2 separate regions of the Drosophila melanogaster genome follow, and region 1 is linked to region 2. A link is a contact called in public HiCAR-type data. All regions are on one chromosome and are shown on one strand. The core of a region is the stretch at or near the end of the contact, and the rest is flanking DNA. Distances in the headings are between cores, read along the strand shown.

What was found. HiCAR-type assays count read pairs that join an accessible place to other places.
Region 1: a HiCAR-type map of the S2 cell line shows a contact between it and region 2, with 2.5 times the contacts expected there. The contact joins the promoter of lncRNA:CR44726 here to the enhancer-like site in region 2. A contact is called at or near these places in 3 of 107 Hi-C or Micro-C datasets (the Kc167 cell line, the S2 cell line and embryo) and 2 of 6 datasets of contacts at active chromatin or transcription factors (the Kc167 cell line and the S2 cell line).

Annotation. Positions count from the first base shown.
Region 1 is chr2L:13,641,501-13,644,804 of dm6, forward strand. lncRNA:CR44726 (long non-coding RNA:CR44726) reads left to right here and starts at 1,321. Exons shown (of 2, transcript NR_124238.1): 1 at 1,321-1,407; 2 at 1,487-1,730. ics (icarus) reads right to left here and starts at 1,102. Exons shown (of 4, transcript NM_001298974.1): 1 at 520-1,102.
Region 2 is chr2L:13,570,769-13,573,966 of dm6, forward strand. The region is part of intron 3 of kuz (kuzbanian); the gene reads left to right. Among named protein-coding and RNA genes, the nearest start is that of lncRNA:CR44973, 10 kb to the right of the region's middle. Within about 2 kb of position 1,268, at least 32 of the 39 cell types and tissues checked have an H3K27ac peak or open chromatin away from gene starts, as enhancers often do. A contact at or near this core is called in the Kc167 cell line and the S2 cell line, where this site is marked.

The sequences.
Region 1 (3,304 bases), core at 71-2,570, 71 kb after region 2:
TAAGATATTGTAAATGACTTAATCGAATAATAAGTATTGAGCTCATTTATTAAATAATATTTATATTTATATTATTTAAAAAAAAAGATGTTCATTATTCATTTGTATCTACTTATATATGAATGTGAAATCAAAGCTCACCAAACAATTGTTGATAAAAAGGTACCAACATAAATTTTACGCGCGTTCGATGTATGTTATCATATCTACATGTAGAAAGTGTGTTTACTTGTGATTGGTAAAAACTTAATTGTAACGTGTTTTATTTATTGAATTTATAATAACATGCATTCTTTAATAATATTGATATAATTTTGTTTATTTTTACTTTGCTCGATTAATGAAATATTCAAATGTCTTAAAGGACTTAACATTATTATTATGTATTATGTTAAATTATGTATTAATTTATGTATTAAATTAAAATATAAAATATTGTTGTAAAATGTATTTATTTTTATTTTTATATATTTTTCGTGTAGTTGGTCTAAAACTAAGTAATGAACCACAATTACTTACAGAGTAATTCTAAAACTGTTTTGGCAGCCACTTTCAGTAGCTCTCAAACTGCGCCAACTGCACTTTTTGTTAGCATATGTTTTTCTTCGGTCAGTTTTCAGCACTTTTCATCCACATGAAAACGAATTTAAACGTTTTTTAGGTCACTATGTTACACAAACACTGCACTTGACCTATTTTTGTAGGAAAACACCAAGGCTTTTCATACTGTATGCGTAAAATTGTTGAGTATCTGGACGAATTCGTACTGATTTCTGCAGATTATATGGCACTCACGTTACAGAATGGAACATGGGTTCCTATTAGAATACGTCTCCGCTCTTCGAAATTAATCACGAAAATAGACCCAAAGTGCGGAATGCGTCGTGCGTCGTCCGATCGTCTCGAGAAACTGAGAAGATCTCTCGCAGCGTCAGCAAGATCGATCGATGTGGATGTGGGCGAGTTGGAGGTGATGGGGGATCCGAATAATAGCTGGGGGCTGGTTTTTGCCTTTTTCGATTGTCGCCACTGCCGGCAGACAGGAAAAAATAAAAAACAAATCGAACCCAAACTCAATACCGGGTTTTGTTGATTTTGTTTAAAGTATTTCGCTTTTTCTCCAGCATCTTCACTACAGTGTCGAAACCAGTTTGAATTATATCGAAAAGACAAAAAACAGGCATAACTAAAGCATGAAATCTGTGGTTTGTCGACTTGGAAATAGGCGCTTTGTTGATTAGTTAATTACACAGTTGATTAATATCTTAAATGCAGCCATCTCGTTGACGCATATAAGATTTTAATATGATTTATCACATCTCCATGTGAAGTGAGACATCATGACTTTTTTCGCTATATTTTACGTTCTTGCCTTACTTCTGCTGCTCACACCATATACACATGAAAGTAAACTTCGATATATTAGTGAGTAAGGACACGACTTGGGATAGTAAATATAAAGCTAACCGTTGTAATAAGCTTGCAGGCGCAAAAGTGGAAAGTGGGGACGTTGCATTATAAAACAATCGCCATGTCCTGGCATTACCCATTTAAATCGCGTTTGCAATTCGGCAGCCATTTGCTGTGTGCCTGAATCTCAAAAAGTCTGGGACAATATAAGCTATTTTAAGCGCTTAGAACCGAAAGAAAACAATATAGAAACAGTAATAATAAAGTAAGTCTGTTTCTTATTACTTAGCCACTTAAGAATTTTATACCGTTATAAACTGAAAACTGCAGTGCAATAAGAAATGAGCTTAGAGCACATTTAATAAAATATCAATTCAATATAGTCATGTTGGCTTTTACCCTTTTTAATGCATTTTAGTTTAATTTTCTTTTCTTTTTTAATAGTTTTTATTAGAACTGCAAGCTGAGACATTTCTTCAATTTTATCTATTTGATGGATGCTAGATGCAAATTTTGAAGGGACTCAGATTTCTGGGCTGCAAACATGGCCGATATGATCTCCTTCAGTACAAGCTGCTCGGGGTTTTTCTGCTCTGGCCATTGGCTGTATTTTTAATTACTCTGCGGTGCTCCAGTTGCCGATGCAGTTTTGGATCTCAGAAATACGTAGGAACTAGATGTTTGTGTGGGTGGGGGGGCAACCCCGTTTTTTGGCTTTCGTATTAATTTTCATCCCGCCGGTTGTCGAATCCGCAAAACAGAAAGTTTGTCTTATGCGCCTGCATAATTTGCGTGTTGCACATACCATTTTTTTCGCTTTTTTTTTTTTTTTTTTGGGTTGGGGTAGTTGGCATGATGGCGAGTGCCTTTGCCGTATACACTTCCGCCGTATAAAATATGCAAAACAATGCAAACTCTCGCCTGGCCAGCAAACAACAACAACAACAAGAACAACAGCAACAGCAATGGGAGGGAAATAAAAACTTTCCCTGGCCCAAAAATTAATTTTTGTTTTAGATGGCGCGCAGATTTTTCGGCTGCATTTTTGGCTGCACTGCTAATGCTGCGGCACAGTCGCCACCAAACGACCGCCGGCCACTGTCCGTAATTTTTGTTTTAATTAACTTTTTGTTTGCCTTTTTTTCCTGCTGACAAACTTTTGCAGCTCGGCGCAAATTGTGCTAATTTTGAAATGGTGGCCAAAATGTTTGGAAATACATAGTTTATGCTCAGTTCCACTCATATTAATATATGATTGCAATTAAGGCATTGTATTGTATTGTGTAGCAAAATCAAAGCCTGAGAAGTGTCCTTTGTTAGGTAATCGATTCTTTCATAAAATTATATTGAACTTTGCAGTTCGATTTTCTATGTAAAATTCTAACCGCAATAGCGACCAAAAACCATAAATTCTTCATTGCCAAGCTCGCTTAAATTCCAAATTGGACATTTGGCGGCCATAAATTCGCATTAAGTGTTTACTTCGTTTAAATGTTATCCATGCCAATGTGCGAATGTGCGTAGGAGCGGCAAATAATCGATCCGGATTCTAGTTAATTGATGGCACTTGCCTGCCCTCACTAATTTGTGTCCCTTTCTCACGGAATTGAACGACCACAGTTCGAAAGAGTTGTCGGCTGATTGAATAGCTTCAAGTGGGCTTAAAGTGGACCGAATAATTCGATCCGACTGTTGGCAACAGAAATATAACATCCTCTCTTATGGAGCTGTCAGCACACGGACATGGGCGCATACTTTTGGCCGGCAGTGTCCGGCCGTTGGGCGCTTACTATATTCCTGGCAATTTTTCAATGCGCTTTGTTTGGCCAGTTCCAAGGCAACTGGCATAAAGCCCGATAGCGAAAGGACCTGCCAGGACATGGCAATCATTGGC
Region 2 (3,198 bases), core at 18-2,517:
AAATTCATATAAATTACTTGAAACTAACACAAAGACGACTCCTCCGACTCCAACGGGCTCCCAACTGCGACAGCATTATGTTGGCCAAAAGGGCGAGGAGTTTTGTGCAGCGGGGTGGGGCGTAGGAGAACTCGTTTGCCCAAATGAGTCATAAACACTGAGGAGGCCAAAAACGAGTGTCAAATGCACACATGTGCACCATCATCACGATTGGGATGAACCAAACTACATTTGAACTTGAAAAAGTTTTCGCCGAAATTCGTTTTTCGTCTGCAAGCGAGCGGAAAGTTGCTAGCAGGTAACTTATTTGCATATTGAAGTAGTGGATGTGTGTTGCATTATTATCCAGTGGGGTGGTGTAGTTTGGGTTAATGCTATTAACCTTGAAAAAAGTGTTTTTTTTTTTTGTAATGACTTAGTTTTTAATTATACATATATGAATAAACTGTTTTGTGCGATAATACTTTTAAGTTTTCTAAACCTACATTTTTTGTGGATATTCCAATGAATTTTTTTTAAGCTTCACTTGGTCCACCCTAAACACACCCGAGCGCAGCAGGAGAAGGCTTCAGTTTTCCTCCATGTTTGTTATATATCGTCATCGCCAGCTGCTTTTGATTAGCGCCTCCCTACATATGCATCTCGATACATACACTTATGCAATTCATTTATGTACATACACACATATCTGCATACGAGGATGGAAGATAAAGTATTGGGGCGTTTGGTTTTTGCAACTCCGCTTAGTCAGCAATATATATTTTGATTCATAAATAATGCAAATATTATGAAGGGTGAAGTATTATTTAAGAACCATATCAGCAACATTGTATTGTTATTGTTAAAAAAATAAATATTATGTATATTAAAAATCATTTTTGAGAACAGTTCTTTAACTCATCGAGTGAACCTCTGTTGTGTTTCAGCAGGGGTCTTGCATGCAAGGCACAACAAAATGGCATTTGAAACATGTGTCAAGTTCCATGCACTTGTTTATGTTTGTCGGCCAAATTTCCCGGCCCAAGGCCCCGCCCCAAAGTCCTTCTACCCCCTCCCCCTCCCCCCACTCATCAAGTTTTTCTGCCAACACAACTACAACTAAAACGGAGAGCAGACTTGACTTTGGCTTATTTATTGTCATGTGCCCATTTGGCTTCCTTAGCAGCTGAGAGAGCCTCGTGAAACGTGTTTGTTGATAAACACAGCCATGAATCATTTCTCGTCACCGTTCCCCATCCCCAACATAGCACCCCCCCTCCCCCTCTGACCAGCTCCCCTTCCACCCACCTACCCTCTTACGTTTTGCTTGATTTGCATATGTGAGCGTGTGTATTCTGCACACAGAATTTTCTTGTTGCGCTTTTTATACCCATTACCCTTGCGCTAAGCGGGTATATTAAATTATGTGCAATTTATGCAACCCAATTAGATATTTACTTTTAAAAGAGTTTAATAGTATAAACAATAAATAAATATTTTATATTTTAAATATAAAATAAAAATTGAATTAACAATTCAATATTCTAAGAACTATTTCATTATAACTTTCTTTTTTTATTAAATATGTAGCAAATCTTAAATAGTTTTAAAATCCTGATTACACGGTATCTCACGTGTCGAGTTGTCATTTCTTTCTTGGTTTTTTTTTTTGTATGATTTGTTGGCGATTTTCACGCCTCGTTTGGTTAAGTTTCGTTGCGTTTCGCTTTTGAGCTTCAGCTACTGTTTCGAGAATTTCATTTGTTTCCCATGCATACATGTCGCAATTTCTGTTGTATCTATGCGACTGGCTGACTGGATGACTACTGCCTGAATGGCTGAATGGCTGAATGGCTGACTGGCTGGGTTGTGTATGTTATCTCGACAGGGCTACATGTCCATTGAGCTTTTGTGTTTTGAATTCGCTCTGGGGAATTGCTAGGGTTCTGCCTTACCCCCACCCCCTCCCCATTGGGGAGCACTGGGAAACTCTGAGCCGAGCCCAGCGGCATGTTATGCTGATAAACACGCATAAAATTCATAAATTCGAGCTGCGGATTTAGCTAGCACGACATTTTAAGCTGTTAAAATATATCGCAATGTTTTGCAAGTAGCAGCACACATTTGTTGAATGTCTAATGAATCGCTAGTTTTGTGGCAGGGATGTGAAGAAATATGTCTAGAATTTAAATGGCATTGAACAAACTATGATAAGAAAATACTCTATTTCTAAATTGTTTTAAGACGTATTAATGGAAAATGTCTTCTATTAGTTCAAATGCGGATGGGGTAAATGGGTAATTGCTTTCTATCAAATTTATTAAAAATATGCAAAAGTTTAACATATAAGATACAACATTTCTTAACCAAAAATCTAGTGAAAATATCCCTTTAAACACTGTATCTTCCTTTAAATTTTATATCCCGTCACTTTTCTTTATTTTTGTCCCCAATTCCATTTTCGAGATTCCTTTGCAGCGATGTCGTGTCGCAAAATTGACACATTTAGCAGTCGTCATTTACTTTTGTTATGCTAATCTGCTGCCATGGTGGATTTAGCCACTCCCTTTTTGGCAGCTGCCACACCCCCTAGCGCCCATTGTCGGGAGTAACCCTAATAAGCCCTATTATAACGCTTTGCTGCCACCGTTAATGCCCATCGCTCCAATTATTTTAAACATATTACAAGCAGATTTGGCACAGATTACAAATTAGGTTGGATGCTGCGGCTTGTTGGTGTGAATTAGTGTGGGAGGTGTGTAGATATGTATGTATGTACATAGTTACGTATAGTTAGTTGGCTGAGTGGGGTGCTGACTCTCGTAACTTTGAAGTGTTGCGAACTTGGCGCACTTGATGGCACTAATTTATGCAGGGCCAACAATGCCACACCGCATAATCATAATCCAGACCGCGTGGCTAATTTGTTTATAATTTTCATAACTTAACGTGTGCGCTAAGCGTAACTCATTTCCATTCCTTAGCCAACCATACATTTTCCCGACGCCACGTATGACTACCATAGATTTCGTATCCAAAATACGCATCTCTGGGTTTCCTTTATCTACATATATACATGCCATGTGTGTCTGTGTTTTCATTTTAGTGTTTTTTTTTTTTTTGTGCAACACTTGGCATCGCACGACTCGACTCTTGGCAGCCGGTGGCAGGGGTAATTTTGCCGTCATGTGCTGGCAAAATGCAATTATTATAATTATT